Regions from separate parts of the Mus musculus genome. Here region 2 is linked to region 1. Evidence: chromatin contacts called from public Hi-C data. All regions are on one chromosome and are shown on one strand. The core of a region is the stretch at or near the end of the contact, and the rest is flanking DNA. Distances in the headings are between cores, read along the strand shown.

Evidence for each region. Hi-C and Micro-C count contacts between places; a contact is called where the count stands out from the background.
Region 2: a Hi-C map of cerebellum shows a contact between it and region 1, with 2.8 times the contacts expected there. The contact joins the promoter of Elavl2 here to the enhancer-like site in region 1. A contact is called at or near these places in 12 of 484 Hi-C or Micro-C datasets (cerebellar granule neurons, cerebellum, cerebral cortex and 5 more), 2 of 115 datasets of contacts at active chromatin or transcription factors (PVALB interneurons and embryonic forebrain) and 1 of 9 other capture datasets (adipose tissue).

Annotation. Positions count from the first base shown.
Region 1 is chr4:91,234,952-91,242,447 of GRCm38.p6, reverse strand. It overlaps a transcript of Elavl2 not described here. Among named protein-coding and RNA genes, the nearest start is that of Mir6402, 130 kb to the left of the region's middle. Within about 2 kb of position 3,482, at least 25 of the 459 cell types and tissues checked have an H3K27ac peak or open chromatin away from gene starts, as enhancers often do. A contact at or near this core is called in cerebellar granule neurons and cerebellum, where this site is marked.
Region 2 is chr4:91,372,044-91,379,079 of GRCm38.p6, reverse strand. It overlaps Elavl2 (ELAV like RNA binding protein 1), which reads left to right and starts at 2,584. Exons shown (of 8, transcript NM_001347149.2): 1 at 2,584-3,144. Mir6402 (microRNA 6402) reads left to right here and starts at 5,717; the gene lies at 5,717-5,796.

The DNA.
Region 1 (7,496 bases), core at 2,233-4,732:
TGCATGGATAAGGGTGTTTTCTAAAATGAACTATACAGTATTTGGGGACAGCATTTGATTACTTATCACCACTGCCTCAGGGGCTTCAGCATCATGTGAACTTAGTTCCCAAATCCGATTTCTAATAGCTATAATAGTATACAGAATAAAAGCACTAGTTTCTGTTCCCTAAGGTCCTGTTACCCTAAATATTATCTGTGGATCACCAGCATTCAGGCCACACAAGAACTTATTAAAACTTACGTACTTTGACAGGCCCACAACTGTGTATGGAAATATCTACTTCCCCAAAGATTTTAGGTGGTCTGTGCTCACAAAAATTTGAGAAATACTCAAAAGACTGTGGTGGCTCTCAAGCTTGAATGTACTTAAGGCTGACGCAGAACTTGCTAGAATAAAGAGCCCTGGACCCATGTAATGGCTTTGAGGTTTGGGAAGAATACACATGCTGGGAGATAGTCTTCCTCTAGACGTTTTGTAGCACTGGCTGGGGTGCCTCCAGAGCCAGGGTATTCCAACTATCATTGCAAGGGCTGAGTTCAATGAGAGTAAGATCTTTATGGCCAGATCTAGATCCTTTCATGAAGGTCTAAGGATGGGGCTTGGGAAGCTTACAAAGACTAGGGTGATGAAAAGTGTCTATAGTCATTAGAGGAAGAGCTGATCTATAGGAAGATTGAATAGGACAGGGCAACAGTTTCCAACAAGCTGTTTAATGGGTTGACCAGAGTCTTTGCTTATTTCATCTATCAAAAAGAAAAAAATTGCACATCTCAGCTTTTCTAAGATGCCACTTGATTCCAAGAAGAAACTCAGATAACTTCTCATCCCTCCCCCTGCCAAACAATGAAGAGCAAACACAGACCAGAACTCAGGAGCTGACACAGCCATCTTCCTTTCCCTTTTTAAATTGCTTTAGAACAGTTCTTGGCAGCTGGCTTGGCTGCCTACTGCTTTACCTTTAGGTGTTTTCATGTGTCCACCCAGTGAGAGTGTAGCTACCTTTGAGGCTCTTGACCAGTGTGCTGATCAACTCTGTTAGAAGTACAGGCTCCCTGACATCACTCCTGTTTCCTTGTAAGATTGTAGGGTATGGCTTCTGGATGGATATTTAATGGGGACTGACATGTGTTCATGTCAACATGAGAATTATTTAGGTTAAAATATATTTTTTATTTGTATTGGGAAAAAAATTAAACAACAGAGGAACTGGAAGATTAACATTGGTTTTTTTCCAATGCCCCCCCCCAATAAAACACTAAAACCATTATTTCTCTTTTGTGTTGGCACTGTATAAATGATGTGTTTAATGGAAAACAGAACAACAGAAAACCTCTTCTCTATTTGTAGTGGGCACAATATTAACCATGTTTGTTCTTTGAAGAAACTTGGGTACATGAGAAAGGGCATTTTGCCTTCAATTTTCAGATAAGCCCTTAAGAAAAAGTTAGTCATTCAGAGATGTACAGAGTATCTGCTAAGATGTGACAGGCATGTTTTGTTTTGAGTTTTTTGTTTTGTTTTGCTTTGTTTTTTATTCCTAATAAATGTATTTTGTTTCAGCTTATATAAGTGTCTTTTCTTTAGGACAGTAGTCAAGTTAAAGTTATAAGAATATTTTCTGAAAAGCATGTCCCAGGAATTCCTGGATTGTTTTGTTCATTTTAGGTGTGTGTGTGGGGGGGGGGTGCTTGTATGAGTGTGTATGTTTGCAACCTACTATCAGATAAGGTGTTTGTCAAAAGGCCACTAGATTATTCTGGGGGTGTTAGTTGTAAAGGCTAAAAGAAAGCCAGTTCTTCACTGAAGATCCTCTTGTTTTAATGTATTAATTCTTAGAAATTTTTATAATTCTATTTTGATCATATTTACCCCCATCTCCTCCCAGGCCATCGTGTCTTCATTTTTTAGAAACTCAATCTAAGTCCAGTTTTTGTTGCCTATATTCTCTTAGTTATGTGACCATCCACTAAATCACAGTCAAGCTACTACAACCTTCTTTTATCTTAGGCCTGTATAAAGCACCGAAGAGTTCTACAAAACAAGGTATTGGCATTCTGCTCTCTACTGCTTAGGAAACAAGGAGGTCACTTACTTAAAGAGCTGTATTTGAAATTTGGGCTTTAAACATAAGCTGCCCAAACCATTCTCAACACGAAAATGCAGAGACTTGGCACAGTGATGCATACGTGCAGTGCTAGCACTTGGAAGACAAGAGAACTGGGAGTAGAGACAAACCTGAGCTATAGAGAGAACCTGTCAGAGAAGGGAGGGAATGAGCGAATGAGAGCCCTGAATGCCATGTGAAATAGGTCAAGTGGCTAATGGAGTACTTACTGGTGATATGGAGGTGAGCCGAATGAGGCTTGGGCTGCAGGGTTTGCTAGATGTACAAAGGTGGTGAGTGGCAGGGCCTAAGGTGGTCACACTTGATTGTGTTGTCTCTTGTTTCTTCCAGCATGGTGTGCTTTCTTATCTCTGACCAAACAGTTTGTCAAAATTGTTTGAAAGAAGCTGGAAAGGAGACCAATTAGCTTATCTGAAGATGATATTGTTTCATTACAAGCGCTGTGGATACAGCAGCCGGCCATGTTTCCTTCTGCTTTCTTACCCACTCACCCTTTCAGCATGGACAGCAGGGAGCTATGTGCTGACTGAGAACCACCTACAAATAGCTGGAGTCTGATGATAATCAAAATCCATGGCTTCGAAGCTTAATTGTTAGAAGTATAAATATGTTAAGGCCCTGCCTGTTCTGAAGTTAAATATTCTTCCCAGGAGATGGATGGGTGGGTAGTCTGTGCTTATTATAAAGGATCTGCTGGCTTGTGTTGCAGCTTCATGGTTGTATCGTTAATCTTTGGTTGTACGGAGCAGGAGGTTACAGTTAGCCCTGGGGAGTTTCTAGCCCCCCCCCCCTTTTTTTTCTGGAGACCTTTGGAGTCTAAAGGTTGGATCAGGTTTGAATTCCATGGCCTTATTGCTTCAGGGATGCTCTTTTCTTTCTAGAGGGTGACCTTGCTTTTGCGGTGACCTGTTGTTCTTGAATTTCTGATTCTGTCTAGTTATGTAGGGGACTGTTCTTCCTGTCTGGTCTACCCCAGCCTTGGGAAGTGATTTGTCAACTCTGCCCTAGAGCCGGCTGGAGAGAGTTGGCAAACTCTCCTGCCCTGCTGTGAATCCCTCAGGCTTGTGAGGGAGGACAGATGGTAGGGCTAAGCTCGGAGCCACCTCTCTACGTAATGATGAAAAATGACCAGGCTCCTGGTAAATGGAAATCAGGATCCAAGCAACTTTGAATTCTGGGAAATGACTTTGAAATCAACCTGGAGTGAAGGAAGAGTTGTTTTTTTCTTAATTAACAGTCTGCCCTTGTTATGTTTTGCACTTGAATGTAGGAAAGGTTTTCCTACATGTGTGCTCACCCAGGTGCATACTGTACTTGGACTGCTGAGCCCAGGAGGTAGTCCTGTGTGTTCTTTGGGGTATAAGTAATGTCTGTAAATGCCAGGGATGCCTGGCAGGTTCTCAGAAGGGTGTAGAGTTGCCCTCTGTGGGTCATGAGCATCATGAGATTCACTGTGTACGTGGCCCTCTTCAGGTTTGCCTGCCTCCCCCATCACTCTCACTAAAGTCGTGGTGCCTGGCAGTCCATGCCTCCAGGCTCCTGTGTCTGAAGTCAGTAGTATCATGTAGTCTCTAGGAGATCCTCTCCTCGTGTTGTCTCCATGAAGCATGATATTGGGGCTCTTGTATCTCCCATCTTACTTCTCTATTATTCCTATCCTTAAGTTGTCCGTTTGTCCTCCAGGACCATAGCCACAAAGGCAATCGATCTGTGGAATATAGCATCCTAGCCTCATCTCTGCTCTACCCATCTTGTCTAACCCATGAGTTATTTGGTTAAAGTTTATAATTTCTATAGGCATTCATTTTTTTCTCCTTTAAGAATGATACCTACCTCAAAGTATTGATGAAACTATCAGCATAATTCCTGATACTAGGTACATGTTCGAAAGATGTTAGCTGTTGGGCTGAAATACAGCATAGCAGATAAGAGTACTGGCTGCTCTTCCAGAGGACTTGGGTTTGATTCCTAGCATACACATGGTGGCTCACTACCATCTCTTAACTCCAGTCCCAGGGGATCCAGTGCCATCTTTTGGCCTCCCCAAGCACCAGGTATAGACATGGTTCATAGACATACATGCGAGCAAAACACCCATACATATATAATTTTTTAAACAATTGAAAAACATGCTTGCTGCTATTTCTCTTATTACTATTGTTTCCCTTACCACCCAAAGAAGAAAATGAACAAATCTCTTTGCTGAAGGAATAAAATAAAGTAAAATAAAATGGTAGCCCTATGACTACCATTGTCTTCGTCCTAACCATTGGAGGCTGTGTTGAGTTCAGTAAACAGTGACATTATAAGATGTAAGGCTTTCCTTTGCTTGGAGCTTTATTGTGGGCCTAAGCATTGCCTACAAACCTGAGGCTGTCTACTTGTCTGGAAGTAAAGAATTTGGTCTATGAGAGGGGTTCCACACCCAGTCTCAAGTTTTTGGAGGATTGTTAGACTAGGATAAAAATCACATGTGTCTGATAGTGTCCCTAAGTAGCACACTTACTGTCTCTGTTACCAACTAATTATAAACAGAAAGTGACTTTCTGGGAGACTTGATAAAATCAACAAAAAAAAAAAAAAAAAAAAAAAGAGCATGCCCCATCTTCTTTTGTTTTGTTTCGACACAGAGTTTCACTGTGTCTTGCAACCCAGGCTGGTCTTGAATAAGCTGTGTAGCTCAGCCTCCCAAATCTAAGAATATGGGCCTGAGCCACTGCACCCAGCTGCGGGTCACAGTCTTGACCCTATCTTTCACACGTTGATGACAAAGGCTGTCTGGGTTCTTCCTTGCCAACACCAATACCTGGAGAAGGTTTGTCTCTGGATGCTTCACCATGCCCAGTGCCCTGCTGCTGCTTTTCAGAAAGGGAGAAGTAAAAAGTAATTATTAAGAAAACTTCCCCACCGTCCCTGCTGCGGCTTCCTCTGACAGGCAAGTTCTTAAACAAGCATCTTGATATTTCAGCAGATGGTGCCGAGGTTTGTTAACGCAGCCTGCGGTATTCCCAGTTCGATCCTGCATTTCTGGATTCTTTGTAATTAGCTCACAACATGGGTGAAAGTGAGCTCAGTGTAATCTAAACCCAGGGAGCTTGGAAAAGCAACATCTGGCAGAGGAGGCAGGGCAGCTTCCCTCGCACTGCTTTCAGGGGAGTGGCCCCAGAGGTAAGCTTCAGGAGATTAACAGCAGTGAGAAGTCATTGCAGCTGGGTTCTGTATTCTGCCCTGGCCGCCCATTTGCTTCCAGGAACAATGCAACCAAGTATTAGCTTTCATTTATAAAGCCCTTTGTCCCTTTGTCCCCAGCCTAGTCTCAGGAAAATCAAATCTTGGTTCCCGCTGAACCAAGTGTTCATTCTCCTTGTGATGGCTAATTTAGTTTGTCAGCTTAAGCTATGTCTGGGACATCATTAAGCAGACCTTTGGGGATTTCTTAACTGAAGGGGGAAAGCACATTTTGAATGTGGGTGGCATTGTCTCTGGGCAGAGGTCCCTATCTCAATGGGAGAGGGGAAAAGGAGAACACAAGCCGAGTTGAGAACAGCCTGTACCTCTTTCTGCTTCCTGACCTACCTAGATGTGAACAGGCACCCTTCTCTTTCTGCTCTGCCTTGCCTGCCCCGCCACAGTGAGCTGTACCTTCTCCACTCTTAAGTCTAAAGAAGTCTTTCCTCCCACAGTTGCGTTCAGGTATTCCATTACAGCAGAGAGCAAAGTATCGGAAAAAGTCCTTACCGTTATGTGTGATTAGAAATCCTATACGGAAGATTGCTACCATTTTAGAAAAAATACAGAAACGAGATTTTATAAGCAAACAGCATTTCTAGTTAAGTTGTGAGTCTAGATGTGAGCAAGAGACTTTACCACTTTAAGTATGATACTATGTTCCTAGTGGTATAGGAAGTGATACTTTCTTTGTAGAAGAGACTGTTACATCCAATAGATACTGGTGGATATGTAAGTGGTCCCTAGTGGATTAATGTGATACAGCATCCTCTGCAGAGGCCTCCAGTTATTGGAAGTAGTGATGCCCTTCCCCATGATGTGGGACCTGGGAGACACAGTGCTGGTTGGCCATATGTTCACAACACATCCCATACAAGGTTTGGGGACCCAGATAGGAATTCTAGTACCTCCAATGATAGGGAGAATGGGCATGGAATGTGATCTTTTTAAACTGGAATTCTCTTTTTCTCTAAGTGCATGATTCAGAAGAAAGTTCTTGTGATGTCTTCTCTAGTACACCTTTGTGTCTTCGTCTACTAGCGACTGTTTTCTTAGCAGGCATCTCACTCAGTATTGATAAGTTCACATTAAGGAGTCATTGTAGATCGCTTTAAAAAAACGGTTTAATGACTTACACATTTCCACTCTATCCCCGAAGTGAAGCTACAAGGAACTCAGTTATTTTGTTTTTATAGAAAAGGAATTCTGAGAGTACCTGGGCAGTAAACAGTGGAACAGGGGTTTCACACCACGTTTATAAGACTTCAGAAGTCTCTTGATTGAGGCTAAATGAAAAGAGTCTGTCGGCACTGGCTTCCCTTACTGCCTCTGCTTCTGGTTGTCTGACTTCCCCCCTATGTATAATCTTAATTTTATCTCTTTCCTATTTATGTGCCAGTATTCCATGCTGCAAAGTATTAGTAATGGAACAGAGGAAAACCTCAGACCAGAGCTCTAATTAACACTGTAAATTTATGGTCTATTGTTCAGGGGGAAAACACCCTTTGGCACAACAAGGACAGGATATCAATGATGAGTTGGGAGGTTTAAGGATAGAATCCCTACTGCCCCAAGTGGAGGACGGCAGGCTGCTGTTTATCAGGCTAAAAGGTTTGCTCCTGCTGTGTACATGGAGGGCTATCAAGGTTGTCTCCTACAGCCAGGAAATAGTGTCAGGAAAGTGAGGGAGTTCTCTGAAAAGGGCTCTCTAAGTGAGGGTGTCTCACTGATTTCATGCTTAGAACTAACTTCATCTGAGTTTCCTGTCTCAATGGCCAATGTGGGATTAATGGCCAACGTATTAACGTTTCTGTAGTAAATACCCAAAGCTTGGGCGCTGGGACCCAGGATTCCTTTCCTGAATGCTAGGCAAAGTTACTCCCAAGGAATCCTCGTTGGCCAGATGGATCAGGGACGAATTTCCAGAATTAGTGCTGCACAGAGAATTCTCTCTTGTGGACTAATTCTCCTCCCCCTCTCTGAGGACCATCTGTCTCAGGGGCACAAGAAGAAATGGGCATCTGTTCAGATCTGTGCGGTTGGTGCCTGGACCTGTTCCTATAATCCTTCCAGCAGAGGACTGAGACATCTTTGGAGCAACCCCCAAATTTTAAAGTACTGTGGCCTTCAGGTAGGAATT
Region 2 (7,036 bases), core at 1,335-3,834, 140 kb before region 1:
TTTCTCCATGCTTTTGGGAGCTCCCCAAACTCTCGCCCCTTTCTGTCTCAAGTCAAAATACTGCTGAGGTTTCAAGAGAATGTCAGACCTAACATGACTTAATCAGAATTTGAATGATCATGAAAAGACTGTTTATCTAATGCAAGTTTAGGTGCTGAGGATAATTCTTTTTCTTAACTATGAATCAAGAGGTGTTGATTAAAATTTGTGCTTAATTTAGGTGGGATGTTTGCACATAGCCTTCATTAATCGCTAGAAGCACAGTGCACCTTAATGTTTCGAGTTTGGCGTATGAAATTCACAGTGAGATCTGCATCCATATATCACTTGCCATTTTATTTTTAAAAGTCAGAAAAGCAAATGTTGCTTATCTATTTAAAGGTTTTTAAAAGTTAACATCTGTATTATTTAAGGAGTAAGCCACCATTTAAAGATATTTTCAGCTTCCCAGGTAATCTGTGCTATCTACAAAGAAAAGACAACATGTTGAATATAGCAATGTTTTGAAAATATTTCCTCTTCTGCCAAACTGAGACAAAGCATCTATACCGAATGTACAGAATTAAGGAATTTTTGCATTCGAATGAACAGCTTTATTACTTTCCATGTAATGTCTTTATTAGTTTCCACCCATAAAAAGGTACTTGTGCCTTTACCAATGTAAGAATCCCCTTCAAACTGCTACTATTTTATGAATGTATGGAACTAATGCAATATCAGGGTGTGAACATGATCACAAGGAGAAAATATGGTTCATCTCATGCATAAATGAATAAATCAAACAGTAGTGTAGTTTTGTCATTTTTTTCCATGCAGAGGTGGTAGGTGAGAGGAATTGAAGGTATTTGACAAGAAACCCAGTCTGCTGTTATTCATATTTCTATTGTAAACAGGGATGCAGGCTTTCTTATATTTTGGTCTCCTGGCTTCTTTTCTTCAAGCTGCTGTTTTTTCCCTTAATTTGTCTGTAGTTTCACTGGAGACTAGTTAATAGTTTTAAGTTGAAATTAAGCCCCAAGGAGCTATTGTTATATAAAAAGTAGGAGGTGGGAGCTCCAAAATGATAATTCTAAATGGTAATTATACACATAGATTCAGGCCCACTTTTCCTACCCTAGTTGTTGTTATGCAAAATAATATAACTTAGATACTGTTACACAGGTTAAACGGGGGATAAACAGGTCCCCAGTTCTTTACATTAATCATTTATCAAACTCAAGGACGCGCTCAAGGAACACCAATTTCCTTTCCACTTCTAAGTCACTTGCTCTCAGACCATCTTTCTCTTTCCCTCTGACATTCCATCTTCCTGCAATGTTTAATTTCTACCGTTGCCTTTGCTCTCTTACATTATCAAGGACAGTGACTAGTAGCAAATAAACATAGTAGTAAAATAATTTTTGAGAGAAGAGAGATTATGTAAGAAATATATGTACTGTTTAGGAAGTTGAGGCTATCTGTCAAAACTGAAAAATTCCTTGGGAATGAACTAAGTTAGGTGGATATTGTTTCTCATTGTAAATACATCTAGGTAAATTTAGTAATCTCACTTTCACTTAACGGAAGAAATAAGTATGAATAAACCTGCACTTCAGCCTCTTGAATATTACTCAAACATGAGGTTGGAATAAAGAAATCTTCATCTATAAAGCAAAGACATAGACAGCACTTGGTCTACTGATCAAACTTTTGAATTCTCAAAAGAACCTGGTAAAGGCTGAACTATCTTTACTGTCAGCAATCCTTGTGAGGTTCAAGATCTGTATTGCCAGCAAATGCAAAGGAGTGGCTTGTTTTAATTTTATATGTAGCTGCTCTTTTTACCTCCAACTGAAGGACCTTATTTCAATTCATTACCTGTTTTTTTGTTTTTGTTAAGTACGATGTTTTTGCTACCCCCTTTTAACCCTGACATACATTGAAAGCTAGTTCAAACTGTACAGATTCAGTTGAAACCATTTCTATTTCATTCTTATTCTAAAAGGAGAGAGAGAGAGAGAGAGAGAGAGAGAGAGAGAGAAAGAGAGAGAAAGAGGTGGACATATTAAAATAGAGAAACATACACACAGTTACCCAATATCTAATACAGATGTAAAGATTACTGGAACACAAACCAAAAAAGGCATGCGGACAAGTAATGGGTGTACGTTCAAATCCCTCTCAAATCAAAGAGAGGCGCTCTCGATGACTCATACATACCGGACAGTTTACTATTACAAAGAAACATGCCAAAGATGCAGCCGTGAGGGCAAATAAAACGAATCTTTTGGAAGCAGAAAGACTTAAGAGGAAAATAGATGGTGCAATATCGCAAACTCTCATAGTACAGTTCCCTCCCACGTTGCTCTCTCTCTCTCTCTCCCATCTCTTTTTGCTTCTTGCATTTCCCTTCGCCGCCAGTGTTAAGTGTGTACCTCCCGGCACAACTTACCTTGAAACGGGACTCCATTGAGCTCTCAAGAGTGACATAAGTCCCTAGCCAATCACCTAGCAGAGCTTCGCCTGGGCGGCCTCAATAGAAGCGTCTCGCCCAATCAGAAACCTGGGGCGATGAGCATGTTGCGTTGTGGCGCAACTCGGCGTATACTTCCGCGCGTGCTGCCCGGGATAGGACTCTGGCAGAGCAGCTGCACACACGGCAGTGCGGAGGCAGAGAAGGGGTTGGTGATACGGTGCTATAAATCTGTGGTCCAGTCCACCTCCCTTTTAAGACGTCCTCCCCCCTTATTTCTGTTCTCACTTAGAGATGCAGCAGCTTACTCCTGTAGCGACCTACTAAAAAGCAACACGGAGAAAGACATCGTCTTTTTGAAAAAACGTTCTTTCGTCTCTTTTCTTTGTTCCTTGGTTTGTTTTTCTTGCACCTTTTTGTTTAGTTGAACGGCAATAGGAGTAGTCTCTCCGTCTTTTTAAACTCTCTTTTTTAAGTTTCCCCTCCCCTTTCATATTTTTTTTCATCATTTCTTTTAGCATTGGACTTTGGGGTCGAAAGCATTTCTTTTTATTTGCTTCTTTTAAGCCGAGCACAGTTTAGGTTTCGTGCTGTCTTAAGAGAACTATCCAGCAGCTTCTTGCTCATCCTTATTGGGAGAAGTGCACCGTTACTTTAAAAATACACATACACAAAAACCTTAAGGGAGAAAGGTAAGTTTCGGTTTGGTTTCTTTAATCATTAGTTGCAGCGATGCGCTGGCAAACCCAGAAAACCTGTAAGTGAGCGGAATACAGAATGTGAAGTTAATTGCACATGTTTGCCTCATTTCAAAGCGACTGCTTTGCTTTTTTTTATTTTTATTTTTATTTTTTTTATTCTTGAGAGCCAGACTAGAAGACAGTGGACGCATGCTTAACGTACTGAATATTCGAAAATGTCACTTGATAGAAACTTAAGTGGTAAATGTGGTCAAGATCCAGCAGGCTACAATGGGAGGCTACATGTTCAGTGAGCTTCGGGGTTGAGGTTGGAAGTTCATTTCGTGGGAAGAGAGGGATAACTTGAATGTTGGAGGGGAATGCATGCCTCTACTTTCGCAAAGGAATCGGAGGACTGGGGAAATCAGAAGCCCTGGACTTACTTGCAGATTAGACCAGTGGGGAAAATCCTCAGCTTAATTGCATTAACTAGATAGCGTGTGCCGGGGAGATGGGATTGCCAGATGGAATTTAGATGCTGCACCAGGCAGCGAGTTGTAGTTGCCTGGAAAAAGTACATACAGCCTAAGGGCTGGGGCTGGGCTGGGGCTGGGGTAAGGTTAGAAGCTGTCAAAACTCATCATTGCCAGAATTGAGGACTCTGATTCACGGATTCCAATGATTGTAATTCAGATTTTAAAGAAGACTGCCAATTTGGGGCCGAATCTTTGAGCCTATACCGGATATGAGATTCCCTTTGTTCAGAAAAGCGTAAATAAGATCCTTGGAGCCGTGAGTGTGAAGTGGCAGCTGCTTGGGAGCCTCGCGGTGCTGGGCGCTGGGCAGTGGATTCCAAGCCCTGTCCTTGGTCCTACGCAGCGGAGCCCGCCTTCCGGGAAAGGGAGACTCACTGGCAGCCGCGAGGCATCGCAGCTACCCAGGGAGCTGAGTCGGCTGTATAGCCCTCAGCCCCTCCTCGCAGCTCCCCTTCCTCGAGTAGCTATTGTTAAAACTGACGCCAGGAGAAAGATGGTTGGGGACGAGACTCTGGGCAGACAGGCACACGCTTCATTTTAACTTTTGTGATTTCTCCGGGTGCAGGGGAAAACAGCCGGCTTTCTACTGCGAAAGAGCGAATCCGGGTAGACGTGGGAAAGGGGGAGGATGCTCGCCGGGCGGCGAGGGCGGGGGAGGTGGTGGCGGACCGAGGTGCTGGCTTTGCCTCGGAGAAGTTTAAATTATCGGCACGAGGGGGTGTGGGCGAATGTGTGCGTGCGAGCGCCGAGTGGTGCTCGAGACGCAAAGTATGGGGGCAAGCTACAAAGCTGGCCCGGGTTGTTCATCTCTCGCAGCTCCCTACCCCACCCACAGGCTGGTTCCAAAAGCTAGCGCTCTGCCACCCCCCCCCTTCCCCGACTCTGCCTAGGGCGTGTGTATGGGGGGGGGGGGGAGTAGGGATGGCAAGGTGGCAGTGCCCACCCTGTACCTCTGTGGCAGACAGGACTTCTCGTGGCCATTGTTGCTTAATTTATGCCCAGCACGTTGCTACGTGCCCACCTATTTCACGTCTATAAAGAATTAATAGGAAGGCTGTACAACTGTGGCAGATTGGAGGGTGGATGCGTTCCCCATTTTCCATTTTCAGGTATCTGTTACCAAAACAGACGTGGAGATTGGTTATCTTCTCTACCTCCTAACTACAGCTCCAGGTCTGCCTTTATTGTGGTGAGGGTGAGAAAAATAATCAGCCATTTAGTGTTTACGCTAACGCTGATGGACAGAGATGAATGTCCGAGCACTTCGTCCCTTAAATGGACGGGTTCTGCCCCTTCCCCCACTCATGTACACACATTCTATTTGGCTAAGATTCTAAACCTGCAACATTTCTCCACGACCTTATTTATTAGAGCTATTCCTAAGATAGTGGGGTAGGACGTGCGTATGTTTTATTTTTCTGGGCCTACTATTAATTGCAACCTAAAAAGATAGGCTTAAAATGAAGGAGAATTGGAGGGGTTACAAGGTAGACAATAGTGACCCAACAGCTTATCTTCCTAAATGATAATCCCTTTCTAAAGGTCAGGAGAGGGAGCTTGTGTTTTGTGGGGAAAGGAAGGTCAGGGATGTTTGATAATCCTCGTAAAATGGCTTCTTAAATGGGACATCTGAGAGATTTGTCAAAACTGAGCAAACAAGTCTGTGAAAAAGAAAAATGTTGAATGTTTCAAAGTCATCATTTAAGAGTTTAATTAAAAAGCAGTTTCCCCCAGTTATCTCTGCCATTCCATGAACCTATCTTAACAGACCCTTGAAGTCCCCCCCCCCCCATCTTTTAACCACGGGCTTGGGCATTCCTTTTATAGAGCTAACCCGTTTGCAGTTCTGTGGGAGAACGAAGATTGTAGACCGATGTGCTTTAGCCTACTTGGAAAGTATCTGTTGAGAGAGGTCTAACTTCAAGCAGACATCTTCAGAAAGTAAAGTGAAGGGCATTGGAAGGGTTTCAGGTGTAGATTAACAAATTGGGTAGGCCCATTTCTCTCCAACACTTCAAAACTGGTATTCTTAGCAATAATGCATGCCTGGGATGGGAATATTATAACTGTTTAGAGGGAGGTCAAAGAGGCACAGGCGCTCTCTGAGCAGTTTTCCCAGGAACCCGCACAAAGTCAGTTAAGGTCATTTAATTCCAAGTCTGATTTGAGGTGACACAGAAATGCTGGTGTTGAATCAATTAGCTATTTCTGGTGTCCCTAACCAGGGTCTCCCAAACTGAGGATGGCCTGTCTCCATTTTGACCATAATTGTTTTCCCTAATTTACTATGCCTGATTTCACTTCCCACTAGAGGGTAAATTTGCACCCCCCTTCATCCCTGGGATAGAGGAGTCCTCCCTCCCCGCCCGTCGCGTGGGGGCGGGGATCTCTGGGCGCCCTTAGCGAACCTTGCTGCATCAAACCCGCATCATGTCCTTGAAGCTGTAACCTCCATCACGTTCTTGCGGCGACTCGATCGCCCACTGTTCAGTTCTTTCCTCCTGCCTCCTGCAATTTCAGGTAGGTATGTCAGGTGATGTTTTTAAATGTAGTTTTCTAGAGGGAAGGGTTAAAACCAAAACCTTTTCATTAATAGAAAAAAAAAAAAAAAACCCTGTACGACAGGTGCTCTGGTAATTAAGCCGCCAAGCAGGTGTAAAAAAACGTGTGCGGCTCTGTCTCCAGATCTTGGGTCTGGGTCCAGAGCAGGCGCAGGTTTTTTTGGGTAAAAGAGATTTATCTGAGTGAGGGAGCAGGTTGGGGATGGTCAGCACTCGGACGCCCCCTCGGAGCAGGGCCTGTGCGGGGCTGGTGTGAGGGCACTGGGAGGATGTGGTTCAGGGCAGGTGCATGCAGGGTCGAGTGCAGGATTTCCTACTTCACATCTGAAGCAGGGTATAGCACCTCGCACAGGTACTCCGGGGCTTATTTAGCTCTCCCATTCTGTCTAGGGAGGTGGAAAGGCGCAGCGGGACTAAGCTTTTAGTTTTCCGTCGAGGGACAGACAGGACCTTTGGGCTTTGGGCGAGGGGAAAAAAGCCTTTACATTTTCTTGAAAAAACAGGTATTTTGTGTGCATATCTAGACTTACACTTGGCGCACGCATATATGTCCAAAGTGACCCCAGTTTGTGCCTGGGTCACTGGTCACTGCCCCAATCCCTCAGTATGCATGCAAACTTGCCCCGGCCGCCCCGGGAAGCCCAATGGAGGAGCCTGGAGGGAGCATGTGCCCCTGAGGGTGGCGGAGCTGGGCACTCGCGGGCCGGCGGGCGGCGTGGCGAGCACTCCTGGGCCCCGCCTCCTGGCGCGCTGCCAGGCAAGCCCCGCCTCCCCGCCCTGCTACAAACGGCGGGACCGCGGCGCCCC